Linked DNA regions of Mus musculus: region 2 is linked to region 1. The links are chromatin contacts, called in public Hi-C maps. All regions are on one chromosome and are shown on one strand. Each heading gives the region's core, a stretch centred on a gene start, on an enhancer-like site or on the middle of the called end of the contact. The rest is flanking DNA. Distances are from core to core; before and after follow the strand shown. Region 1 holds the start of Map3k3 (mitogen-activated protein kinase kinase kinase 3). Region 2 overlaps Ern1 (endoplasmic reticulum (ER) to nucleus signalling 1).

What was found. Hi-C and Micro-C count contacts between places; a contact is called where the count stands out from the background.
Region 2: a contact with region 1 is called in a Hi-C map of B cells, with 7 read pairs. The contact joins the enhancer-like site here to the promoter of Map3k3 in region 1. A contact is called at or near these places in 1 of 484 Hi-C or Micro-C datasets (B cells), 3 of 115 datasets of contacts at active chromatin or transcription factors (bone marrow-derived macrophages, effector CD8 T cells and embryonic stem cells) and 1 of 9 other capture datasets (liver).

The regions. Positions count from the first base shown.
Region 1 is chr11:106,080,935-106,087,849 of GRCm38.p6, forward strand. It overlaps Map3k3 (mitogen-activated protein kinase kinase kinase 3), which reads left to right and starts at 3,653. Exons shown (of 16, transcript NM_011947.4): 1 at 3,653-3,999. The coding sequence starts at 3,996.
Region 2 is chr11:106,415,894-106,422,651 of GRCm38.p6, forward strand. It overlaps Ern1 (endoplasmic reticulum (ER) to nucleus signalling 1), which reads right to left. Exons shown (of 22, transcript NM_023913.2): 8 at 5,813-6,074; 9 at 4,126-4,204; 10 at 2,931-3,096. Among named protein-coding and RNA genes, the nearest start is that of Icam2, 36 kb to the left of the region's middle. Within about 2 kb of position 2,993, at least 87 of the 459 cell types and tissues checked have an H3K27ac peak or open chromatin away from gene starts, as enhancers often do. A contact at or near this core is called in B cells and bone marrow-derived macrophages, where this site is marked.

The sequences.
Region 1 (6,915 bases), core at 2,403-4,902:
TGCTATATGGTCCTAACAAATAGGTCTTGTAATATAGTCTAGGGCCTGGCTTTCAACTTGAGGCAATCTTCTTTTGCTTCCTGAGTACTAGGATTACAGGCATGTGTGCACCACCACACCCAGCAGGCATTTCAGATGTACTGAGGAGATGGTTGGCACGCCAGTTTGAAGGACAGCTTCTTCCTTGCTCACCTGTGGCCCCTCCCCCAGTGCTAAGGGAGCAAACCCAGGTTCTTGCCCATTCTAGGTGAACCGTTTACCACCGAGCTACATCCCCTTCCTGACAGCTTCTGTTTACCTGCCTGTTTTACAAAATGCACTTACATGAGAGCAGAACAAGTGCTCTTGGAGCAGAGCAAAGGCCTTCCTTAGCCCAGCTTGAGAGGGAGTGGTGGAGAACTAAGAGGACTTAATCCTCCCTAGAAGGACTGAGACTGGGAGCAGAAATGGAGTACACTCACCACAAAGAACATAGTACACATACGACTGTGTGGGGAGGGAGACAGGGAGGGGAATGTCTTAGTTTGGGTTTTACAGCTGTGAACAGACACTATGACCAAGGTAACTCTTATAAGGACAATATTTAATTGGGGCTGGCTGACAGATTCAGAGGTTCAGTCCATTATCATCAAGGCAGGACACATGGCAGCATCCAGGCAGGCATGTTGCAGGCAGAGCTGAGAGTTCCACATCTTCGTCTGAAGGCTGCTAACAGAATACTGGCTTCCAGGCAGCTAGGATGAGGGTCTTATAGCACACATCCACAGTGACACATCTACTCCAACAAGGCCACACCTTCTAATAGTGCCACTCCCTGGGCCGAGCATATGCAAACCATCACGGGGAATGGATTGAAAAGTTGAGATTGATTTGAGGAATTTTTAGTGTGGCTGCAGCATGGACTTGGGGTGAGAATACTTTGTTACCTCTTTCACATTTGATTCTTTTTTTTTTTTTTTAAATGATCGGTACATGCGTGTGCCTGGTTTATATTTGTGTATGACAACATGCATGCATGGTACTTGTGGAGTTGAAATGAGGGCCCATCCCCTAGAGTTGGATTTACAAGCAGCTGTGAGCTGACCAATGTGGGTGATGGTAACTGAACCTGGGCTCTCTTCTCTGCAAGAGCAACAAGCACTCTTTACTGCTGAGCTCTCTCTCCAGCCCCTATTTGACTCATCTTAAAACTGATGGGTTATAATATTTGTAAATAGGGTTCTCTAGGATCATGTTTCTGATAGAAAGTCTGTGGTGTGAATACACTTTAAGTAAATGAAGTAAGAGATGTTGATGGTTTGAACTGGGCTAGCGGAGCTAGGGTGAAAGAGAGGCAGAAGGACTGGAGACCTGATCACTCGGTGTCTTCCTTGGGGAACTGATGAGCAGAGGAAATGTGAACAGTGGAGGGAAGCGATGGGTTCAGTTTGGACCTGTAGAATGTGAGGTGCCTGTGGAATGCTCAGGAATGTTGCCTCGGGAGCTTAGAACCAAGACCTGCCTGAGCTGGAATCCTCAGCACACAGGGTAACTGCAGCATGGAAATGTTTGACTTCAGTGGCTGAGGGACAAACAGTGGGAATCGAATTCACAAGAAAGGCATCTGAAGGAAAGGCAGAAAGAGGAAGCTTACTAGCTCAGTCATTGGAGAGGCTAAGTGAGATTACATGGCTGGGATCTAGTAAATAGCTGGTGTTTTTCCCTATTGTTTCTTCACCAGAAAAAAAAAAAAAGATTATTCTATTTCAGGCACTTCAGTAAATTAGGGACTTCTTTGTTTTGTTTGTTTGTTTGAGACAGGGTTTCTCTGTGTAACCCTGGCTGTTCTGGAACTCACTCTGTAGACCAGGCTGGCCTCAAACTCTGAAATCTGCCTGCCTCTGCCTCTACCTTCCAAGTGCTGGGATTAAAGGCGTTCACCATCATTACCCGGCATAAATTAGGGACTTAATCAAGTGAGAATATGAGACTTGAGAGTTTGAAGAAAAACGAGTTAGATACAGTGGCACAGGCCTTTAATTTTAATCCCAGTACTCAGGGGGTAGAGGCAGATAGATCTGTGAGTTTCAGACCAGACTACAAAGAAGTTCCAGGACTACAGAGAAACCCTGTCTCGGAAAACAAAAAAACAAAAAAACAAAAAAAAAAGTTCCAGGACAGTCTAGGTTAGAGACTCTGTCTCAAACAACAAACACCTCGTACACACACACACACACACACACACACACACACACACACGAGAGAGAGAGAGAGAGAGAGAGAGAGAGAGAGAGAGAGAGAGAGAGGACAATAAAGTTAATAGTATGGGTTGAGAGTGGGGATGAAGAAAAAGAATTGCGTAAGACACTCCTTAAGAGATCTGATACTCCAAAGCCACCTCCTAAGGTAAGTGTTTCTAAATGACAACTGAAAATGGCATCAGATTTTTCTGGAATCTGAAATATGTCATTGGAACTGTCTCCAGAGAAAGGGAAGCCACACTAACTGTGGTAGAGTTGGAATCTTAAGACTGGGTGTATGAATTATTGAAACAATGGAGGTTGAAAAAGTTAATCACAATGCTCTTTTGAAAGATCACACAGCCAGTACAATTGTTTTGAGACAATATTTAGTGGCACAGGAAGCACAAAAGTGTAAGCACACCAGAAAACAATATGAAGTTATTTTTTGTCTAACGTTGCATATCTAGGTAGGAAATAGATAAAACTATCTTCAGGGTAGGGCTTTTCTTTCTGTTTTCCTGCACTTTTAAGTTTTCTTTTAAAAACGTGTCTCGCTTTTATAATTCTAAGAGCAAAACTTGTCCAAAAGCAACTCTAGCAGAACTCAGAATGTGGGGACCCACATTCCAGCACTAGCCTAGCCTTTGAAGACGGAGTATCAGGTGTGGCCTCGGAGGTCTGAGACCCAGGGGGATGAGAGAAGTAACAAGACCATCCCCCTGCCTGTAAGCCGAGGCTACTCAGGGTATCGCGCAGCTCAAGTAGCCTGAAAGCATCGAGCCAAACCTTCCCTGCCCAATCCGCGCCAGACACTTTGCCCCAGCAGGGGCCGGACACCTCAGCACCTCGAGGTCGCCAACAACCGACAACCATAGGGCCGAAGGTTTTCTTTTTCTGAGGGCCTCTACAGAAGACGACTTTGCAAGGCGCCAGGCCGGGGTAGCCGCCGAGGGGAACGGCGCCAGCCCGCGCGCCCGCCGAGGGTTCCGCAACTGAGCAGAGGGTTGTGGGCGGAGCCTCAAGCCGGAGCAGTGATTGGAGCAGCCCACACCTTGGCCAGAGAGGCTGAGAGCGCCAGCTAGCGACACTCCGCGGCGGGTACTCAGCGCTCTCTCCGTGATTGGCTAGGCGCGAGAGGACGGGCGCTGTCTCAGTGATTGGCAGGCTCTAGCCAGCCCTCGGAAATCGCCTTGACTTCGCCCATTGGCATCCTGTGAGAGTAGGCGGGATTGGTCCGTCGTGATTAGCTGGCGGATGAGAGTGAGGGCGTTGGGAGAGAGCGGGGAGGAGGAGGCGGGAGTATCTGACTTCCTCCTGGTTATTGGCTGGTAATGAGAGTGGGGGTAGTGCCAAGGCCCAGCGGCTGCATGCGATTGGCAGATGCTGGCATGAGTGACAGGCTGCAAGGCTTGCTGCGCGCCCAGCGGTTTGTTTTTCGGAGCGTTCCTGAGGTGGAGAACAGTGGCCGGTCGGAGCGTCTTCTGGACTTCAGGACTCGCAGGCGGCCCGGTCGAGTGGCGCCGCCGAGGCCGGGTTGGGCCGAGCCTGGGAGCGCCGGGGATGTAGCGGGCCAACCTGCTCATGCCACAGCGCCCGGCCGCGGCCGGAGCCGGAGCCTGGGGAGGCGGCGGGGGCCCCGAGCGCAGCCCACGGCCCCCGCGCGGAGCCAGGCCCGCTGCCGTCCCCGCCGCCCGCTCCCCCGGCATGCAGCCCCGGCTGCGGAGGTGACACTTCTGGGCTGTAGTCGCCACCGCCGCCTCCGCCATCGCCACCATGGGTGAGTACCGCCACCGCCCCGGCCTGTGCCCGCGCTGCTTCGCGACGCCCCGCCCCAGGCTGAGGGGAGGAGGACCCTGGGCCGCCGCCTGACAAGGCATGGACAGTTCGCCGGGCCCGGGGCTGAGGATCGCGGACCGCTCGCCTCTCCGCGGTGCCTCGATCGGGGCGCCGTTCTGGCTACCTCCGGGGGTGCCCTACCGGCCAAACCCACTCGGCAACTCTCTTTCCGGGCATGCGGCCGGCGTATCCCGGGGAGGGGTCTGCGGGACCGAGGCCCGTCGGGCGGCCCACTGCGGTCCCCAGCGAGCTGGCGCGCGAGCTTGAGGGTGGGGGAGCCGGAGCTCAGTGTGGGGCCGGGGCTGGAGCCTGGTGCAGGCCCAGCTGCTGTTGTGTCTTTTCCTTGATTTGCTTTTTTTTTTTTTTTTTTTTCCTGCCTGTGTCATTTCCTTCCCTTTGCTCACACAGGCTGGCCTGTGAGTTCCCGGGGCTTTGCTCTGGAGCTCTGTGCGCTCTCCTGCGCGGGGGAGGGGGACGCGGGGGGAGGGTATGCGGGGCATCCACTGCGACGCTATTCGACGCGGATCCCTGTTAGCAATAGCAGGCTTGAGAAATGCGAGCTGCGCTCCTCGCAGATTACTGGAAGTTAAGAATCCTTGAGCGCTGAGGGTTATAACTCAAACCCTACTTTTGGAAAAACCCGGCTTTTATATTTATCCTGCGCTACCCCTGCAACTATGTAACTTTTTGAAAGAGGCATTCGGTACATAAAAGGATCACTATGAAATCATTTCCTTTTTGTCAGTATTTGTAATTCTCCTGTGAAGATGTAATCTAAGAAAAGTTTTTTTAATGCCTTCTACAAAATATTTGAGCTGTTTTATATATATTTTGCATAATTTTGGTTCTTTATCAAAAAGTCTTGGACTTAGCTAAGGAATGTGTGACATTTTAAATATATTTTGCTTCCCCAGTTGGGGCAGGTATTGTGATGCTCATTTTCCTGGTCTCAATCAGGTTTTGCAAAAATATTTAGTATTATTCTAAGTCAGAAAGGGGTGAAATTTAGTGAAAGTCTCCTTTGCAGAAGTATTCATTGCTTGTGTGAGTGCTCCATAAGATGAAATGCTAATGTTTGTTTTGCCCTAAAGCAAGGTCAAGTCATTTTTGTAGGAGGTTTTGTGGGTGCAGTAGCAAATTGGCCAGATACTCGATTGTGGTGGAACTCCTTACTCTGGCTTTAAGTTAATTGCTTTGTTCTTTATCAGACTGCCCCTCATACAGTATGGGAAGGATTTGTTCATTTGCTGGGTTTTCTATTCCCTTTCCATGCTATATTTCAGATTTTTTTTTCTATAGAACTCTCATCTGAGAGACACCAAAGGAAACTAGTAAGGATTTACATTTCAACATTTATTTATTCACATGTCTAATACAATATATTCCAATAAATGTTTATGGAATGCTTATTATATGGGGCACATATTTCCTTATATATTATTGGGGAACAGAATTCTTTTTATCCTTCCCTGTTTCCCCACATTTACCTACTGCTACAGACTTTAAGCTAGATCTTTGAATTATGGACCTGTATTGTAATAGTCTTATACGCTTTCCTTCTTGCCCGGTGTGTGAGCCTTAAGTCGCAAACGGGAGTATGAGACCCTTGAGGATATACAGACCTCACATGGAACACTTTGGTTGTAAAACCAGTGTGTGAGTATCCAATAATGACGGCAACGTCTCATTATCTAGTATGAAAATAGAGGAGAGCCTGTTTTCAAATTTGAAGATGTTTTCAGCTAGTGTATGAACATGTTTTCGGAAAGGCCTTGCTGGGAGGAAAGAAACTCCGTGGGTAAAGTCCCAAAGGAAAAAGAACAGGGAGCATGGTGTCTTTTTATTTGAGCCCATGTCACTTTTTAAATGTATTTGTGTTTCCAGTGCTGGGCATCAAACCTAAGTCTTGTGAAGGCTAGGCAGGCATCTGTCACTGAGCTCCGTCCCTAGCATTCTCTTAAATACCTTTGCTTTCCTCTCTCTGTCTTTCTCTCACATTTAAAAAATTATTTATTTTTATTTCATCTGCATTGGTGTTTTGCTTGCATGTATACCTGTGTGAGGGTGTGAGCTACAGACAGTTTTGAGCTGCTATGTGTGTGCTGGGAATTGAACCCAAGTTGTCTGGAAGATCACCCTGTATGTCTTCTTAACTTCTAAGCCATCTCTCTAGCTCTTTCTTTCTTCCTTTTTTGTTTTTGTTGTTTGTTGTTGTTCTGAGATAGTCTTCTTGTGTAGTCCTAGCTACCCTGGAACTTGCTGTGTAGACCAGGCTGTTCTTAAATTTATTGTAATTCCTGTTTCCTCAGAACCTAATAAACAAACAAACTCAAACATTTAATAAAGAAGAATCTAATTTCTTAATATTTTCATTACATTTAAACTCCAGGCCAGTGACTAGAGGCTAAAATTAATTTGCATATCTGCTCTGCAGATACTTTAATCCATAGTCATATTTTCCTGAGTGGTTCTATGCTCCAGACTGAAGCCTGTTTGACAACTTGACTTATTAGTAAAAACAGGTCAGATTTTATATTGTCTGTTAGCCTCAGCAAAAGTCTAGTGGATGCTGCAACTTATCCTTGTAAAAAGTGGGAAATCTTTGTTTAGTTTTTTGGCTTTGAAACTGTGTGACTATTGAAAAATTTTTTTTCTTGGACATACTAGAATTTCCTCCAGTAATTATAGTAATGCTGTTAATAATTCCTGGGACTTATTTGTTCTTGTTTATTTGTTCTTTTTCTAAATATAACTTGAAGCTTAGGGGAATGTATTAAAACTGGGTAAGGACTTGGAAATATTACAGGAATCTAGGGAACTGAATACAGGATTAAAAATGGTTGGTTCTGGATTGACA
Region 2 (6,758 bases), core at 1,743-4,242, 330 kb after region 1:
CAAGCTACACCTGAGCTTCCATCTAAGGAGTGGTGAGTAGCTGAGAGAATGAGAGAAGTAGGTGCTGGCTGGACAGGAAGAGTGGTGCCCACTCACTTGCTGCTGTCCTGTACATACTAGTTCATGACCGCCTGACATTCAGCACACTTCCATTCCATTGTCTATGTGTGCAATAAAAGAAACCGGGCTTGAAAAGCCCCAGCAGTTTCCCTTCTTTCTGTTCTGATCACTGGATGAGCTCTTAGCTTGATTCAGGCCTTTTCCTCTGTACTGTTCTTCTTTGTGGCTGTGTGTAGATCACAGGTTAGCCTGAGGTATCTTCCTCAGTTGCTTCTCTATCTTACTATTATTTAAAGAGACAGTCTCTCACTGAAATTGGAGCTGAGTGTTTCAACTAGATTGGCTGGCCAGTGAATCCTGGATCCTCCCGTTTCTGCCTTCCTATACTTAGCTTTTCAGTTTGTTTTTTTTTTGTGACAAGGTTTCTCTGTGTAGCCTGGCTGACCTCAACTCAGTGTGTACCAAGATAAAGCCTGACAGGAACTAGCCAGAGCTTGCACCTCTTGATCTGGAAAGTCCCTCTTTAATCCCTCATCTGACCTCAATCTTACCAGGCTTTTGTCACTTATAGTGTGACATGGTTCGTTCAGGAAAACCTACTTTTGTTCTGAACCATCACAAATTTTCTCATGCATACCATGGCCTGCTGAGGCATGCTTTGCTCTACAAAGGGGCATGCATGCTTTTCTCACATGTGGCTGCCTATGTCAGAATTCTGCGTCAGACTTGGTATCTGAATGTAAGCAACCATGGGTTACCGATGACAACCAACAAAAATGATCAACAGCCAGGAAAATGAAGCTGTCCTTCCATGGGCCACTCTGCATTACAGTGTTCTGTCTACCTCATTCCCTGATGTCCTACTGTGAGAGGACATGTCTGTAAGGCCTACCAATAGACTGCTGGAGATGTCACTGAGTTTCCTTATAAACAGGCTCCCACTGAAGAAGGATGTTCAATAATATCCCACTGTACACGCAGGACCTATCTCTGCTGGTACAGGGCCAGCTTACTGCATTGGGTCACCTTCATGACTATTTGACAAAGCACTAGGGGATGTTGAACACCAGGTCAGGGTCACTGCTGGGGGCAAAAAACAGAACAAACCCCACCTTCTGATTTAATTAGATCCACTTTATTTTCAAGATGAATGTGAAGGTAGACTATCTTGCAGTCTTCCACAAGAACCACAGGGCCTATCTTGACATTAACAGGTATAAACAGTGGCCCTGGTCTATGAGAAGATTGTTATGTATTCCCACTGCCTTATTTTAAGCTGAGCAGTTACAGAGTTCCTCAAAGGGGACCTCAGAATTGTGAGACCCTTACTTAGCTACCCTCTTAGAAGTTTGTTAGGCTTCCTAGTTGTCTTACTCTGACCATTTAAAGGGATTTTAAAGGGATCTCATTTTCCAGTTCTGCCACGGAGACTCCTCTGGCACATTTTCAGTACCTTCATACACATTTCCTTTGTGCTACTTCTTAACCACTGCCAGGCAGTTTATGGACCCTTCATTGGTACATAAAACCGAGTAGCCGTATAATTCTAATGAGCCCTTGCTAGTTAGTGATAACACTATACTATGGCTGTTGCTGTACTTCTATAGCAATGTGTGAAGAGTGAATGTATTAGTCAGTGTTCTCTAAAGATTTAATACACACACACACACACACACACACACACACACACACAGCTATGAAGAAGTAAAAGGCACAAAGAACAGGATCTTTCAAATGGCCTGCCAATAGACTGATCGGAGCTCCAGCACACCCAGTTCCCCTGCAGCACTCTCTTAGGTATTCATATACTGGTCCAGACCCATTGCCTGGCAGGTCCTGCTGCCTTCTGTGCCCACACATACTCTTTTCTCTACCCACATCTACCTAGTCTGCTGGGACTCAGACCACCTCTCACGTTTAGGCTAGGTCATCAGAATTGGTGTGTATTGTTAGTATATATAGGGCACAGGAAGGAAAGATCTGATTTAAGAAAATCCATCCTGCTCTAGTTACTTGGGATATTTGCCAGGGACCCAATCACCCTCACTTCTGCCTTTGTTTGCAATACTCACTGCCTTGGGGTATAATCTCAACCTCTTATCTTTGTAACCAGGCCTTTAATTCACTCCCAGGGTCAAGGATAGTAAGGGCAACAACAATGGGAAGAAGAAAAAAAGATAAGGCCAGGGTGCATCCCAGAGTCAAAGCATGCTTGGCACGCTTAAGGCCCTGGTCTCTGCCTTAGCAAATGGGAGGGAGGAGAGAAGCCAAGTATGTGGGAAACAGGGACTGAATGAATTGGGGGTCACCTGAGTAACATAGTGACATTCTGTCTCCAACAATATGAAACAAACCAAAAAAATCAGACCGAGAAAAAGAAACTCCCCAAGAGCCTTTCTGTGAGGGCCCAGGAACAGCGCAGACTCTTCATGGTTGTTGATTCTGGTTTCTCCTCAGATTGCTAAGTATTTTGCCTTTATTTCCACAACTGTCACTCATCATAGGTCTTAAACTTGTCCTGCCCAGCCTCTTATCCACACTGATTCCTATTCCAAATGACAAGTCCCAGTATTCTTATAGAGTGGAAATAACAAGGGTACCCACCTCACATGGTCACTGTGAGGAACAGGGAGCAGACATTGCCTGAAATTTACACCAAATGTTTCAATCTTGGAGAGAAACTGGTTTTTTTGAGACCTGATTAAGCAACCTGGAACTCCTTGAAAATAAAAATATTCCCAGGCCTAAACCATCTTGACATGGACAGAGCACACAATGCATTCACAATGAAGAGCAGCAGTAAACCAGCAGGGCTGGCTTTTGCCCACCAGGGGGCAGTATGTTACCACCTAGCAAGAAGCAGCTCTTACCTATGAGAAGCCAGTAATTCCTCAAGTAGTTCAGCTTGCTCTTCCCTTTGAGTCCAGGGTCAAACTTGAGGTCTGTGCTGGGAGTGATCACACACTCTCCTTTGTCTCCAATGGTGACGCCATCTGTCTGGGGGCCTTCCAGCAAAGGAAGAGTGCTGCCTCGAGGCTGTGGAGATGGGATGCGGTGAGCTGCAGGGCTGGCAGGAGAGGTTTCCCAAGGTCCTAAAGGTTTCCCTAAAGGGACAGTTGTGGCTCACGCAGCTCAACAATCATCATCCATCAAAGCATGACACAAAGATCCTGGGACTGGGCAAGGGACACTCTACTGACATCTTTTCAGATTGTTTGCTTAAGACAGAACTCAAGCAGCCCAGGCTGTTCTTGAACTCTAGACTCTCCTGTTTGCATCTCGCAAGTGCTGGGATTACAGGCATCAACTATCATGTCTGGTCCTGCCATGTCAGGTTTGCATGTTTGGGTACCGAGAACCAGGAAGAACATGCATGATAGAACTCCGAGAAGCTACTATCAGAAATTCTATGAAACCATGTAAGAATCTATATGGTCACAGATGACGCAACTGACAGTGTGGAATAAACTGCTGAGTTGTTAGACACTGATGAGTTGATAGAGTCAGGAGTGGCCTCACTGCTGCAGCAGCCAACCAACTCACCAGGCAGCCAGTATACAACCAGCCAGTCCAGGCACAAGCACATCAGGAGTGTAATGTCCCAGTCACTCGGTGAGAGTGCTCAAAGCAGGCTGGAGAAGCCTGAGGAGGCATGGAGCACTCACAAAAGGATTGAGCAGGGGAAAGGAAGTGAGAGACCAGCAACTGAAGCTCAGAAGAAAGAATAGGGAAGTTTGGGTGATCATGGGAAGCATGTGCTTCTCTGGACCATGCAACCCTGAAAACTAGCAGAGTGGTAGGTAGGCAGGGTGGGACTGGCTGGAAGAAAGCCTGACGGTTAGATCTGAACACAAAGCCATAGGGAGTGAGTCTTTCCTGGCTTCAGGGAGCTGCTTCTGTCAGCATCTGCTTTCAGCAGGATGTGGATTTATAGAAGCCGCTCATGATTCACTCAGCTCTGCACTTCCCCTTCCTAACCAGACGTTTACACAAAACTCAATGTCACTTTTTGCTAGAACAAAAGCAGTCAAGAAACTGCATCTTTAGGTCCCACACTCGACTCACCACGACAGCAACCCCCTCATGCACCATTGAGGGAGAGGCATAGAGGCTGGTGGAATACTTCCCAACATACAGAGTAGGCCTGAGGAAAAAAACCAGAAACATACATCTTAAGTCATTTTATGTCCAAACCCCATACACTGTGGCTTTTAGGATATCAGAAGCATAGACACAAGTGTCAACTGCCACACATGAGCCATGAAACTCTCACAAGGAAACCAGCAAGGTGGCAGGGGTACTGTAGAGTGACAGGGCAGTAGGTCTTCAGGCCCCAGATTTGCCTATCACCTACAGAATGGGAAGCCTCTTTCCCTGCCTGCAAATGGCAGGACTGGACTAGACTGGACTAGACCAGTGCAGCCGAGGAAAGGGCTGCACTGATGACTAGCAGGAGACTCAGCACTTAGCACCTGCTGCCAGTTTCTCAGGTGAGCGAGCCAGCACTCTTTCAGAAGCACTACACTCAGCACTACCATGCTGCTGTGGGCTTTATGAGGACTTCAGGGCTCAGCAAAGGAACAGGTGCTCCATTCCAGATGCTGAGAGCAAAAGGAATGTATCTTGTACAGGGCAGTGCACACCTGTAATCCCAGGACACATAGCACACTGGAGGCCAGCCTAGGCTCACGAGACCCTGCCTCAAATAAAGAAAACAAACAAAGCAAAAAGCAAAATGAGAAAAAAAGAAAGAAACTCCAATCCAAACTGAATGATATTTCTTGGTAATGTGCTCCCACCTGAGATATCACAGAGGGCTGTCTAGTACCAGCATGAAAACAGCGGGAGCTATACCTACAGAGCTACAGTAATTACTACTGTCAAGAGCCTTGGATCAGTCATCTATGAAATTATCCAAAGTTCTTTCTACAAATACCTTCTACCTAAATGGTGTTTCACTATAGACAACAGTTTCACAATATGATTATATTTCAGCTTCTCCACAAATCTATGGAGTAGGAAGATTGAGGCCTAGCTTTTAACAGGTAGAAATGAAGGATACAGCCTGCTGAGTTTTGGTCACATACACTGTGATACTTTTTTTTTCTGATTTTTAAAATGAATATGACATGTATTAAAAATTTTAAATATATAGTCTTGTAATACAGTCTCCCCTCATATTTTGTAGTCAATGTTCAAGAAGTCCAGGTAGGTAGACAATTGTAATCCCATTACTTAGGAAGCTGAGGCCAGCATGAGTTACATAATGGGACTTTCTCTTCAAACCCATAAACATAATACAGAAGCAGAGAGAGAAAGAGAAAGGCAGTGACAGAGAAGTCTGAAGTATAAAGGGGTACTACATGGCTTACATTCTGAGGTTCCGAAATGAGCCAGCGGTTTGTTTGGTTTTTTGGGGGGTGGGGTGGGGGTAATTTGCTTTTCAAGACAGGGTTTCTCTGTAGAGCACTGGCTGTCCTGGAACTCCCTCTGTAAACTAGGCTGTCCTCGAACTCAGAGATCCACCTGCCTCTGTCTATTTTAGCTGGGAATAAAGATGTGCACTACCACCATCCCCCAGCTCAAAACAAGTCTGTGACTCTTGATGTTCTACATGAGCTCAGAGATATCTGCCAATTCCCTGACCCCCCCAGTATAGGGCATATTACACTGTAGCAGTCCCAGAATGCCAAGTTTGTCCTTTGCTGCCTGTTCTGTCCTGTCCTCATCTGTCCCAACTCCTCCAACTCACGTTAGCTTGCTCTTGGCCTCTGTCTCCTTGGGGAATGGATACTTCCACTTGGTGATGCGCCCCACTTCCCCAGACATGAAGGTCAAGTAGCGTAGAGTCTCCACAGCAACGTTGATGTGCACCACCTTTCTCAGGACCTCCCCCTGCCAGACGTAGAAGGCCACCACAGGAGAGGCATAGTTTTGGATCCACAGGACATCCCCAGATTCACTGTCCACAGTTACCACCAGTCCATCGCCATTGGACACAAAGTGGGACATCTCTAAAGACCAAACAAAGCATGTCAGCCACATTCCCACCCAGGGCCTCTTCTCTCGGAGGCTGCACTCGGATCACTGAAGTGGAGGCTTCCAGAACATTCTCAGGTCACAAGAAGTCACTGGTTTGCAATGAACTCTTCAGTTTTAAGACACTGTGATATGCCTGGCTTATAAATGTAAAATAGGCTTCTTTTCCCACCCCCCTGCCTTTTTAAAAAATTACTCTCTCAATAAGTGAGAGTAAATGCTGAGAGGAAAGGAGCGAATGCAGTGCCAATGACGCTAACATTTTATAGCAATCATTGAAAGCCCGGGCACCCAGAGACAGTGTGTGAGGTCCTGAGCCAGAAAGAAGAGTCAGACTTTCAGATACCAGTGTTAAGACAATAAACTTAGGGGCTGGGGAGATGGCTCAGAGGTTAAGAGCACCGACTGCTCTTCTAGAGGTCCTGAGTTCAAATCCCAGCAACCACATGGTGGCTCACAACTGTTTGTAATGAGATCTGACGCCCTCTTCTGGTGTGTCTGAAGACAGCTACAGTGTACTTATTTATAATAATAAATAAAATCTTTGGACTACAGAGAGCAGGGCAGGAGCAAGCAGAGTTGACCAGAGCAAGCAGAGGTCCTAAATTCAATTCCCAGCAACCACATGAAGGCTCACAACCACCTGTACAGCTACAGTG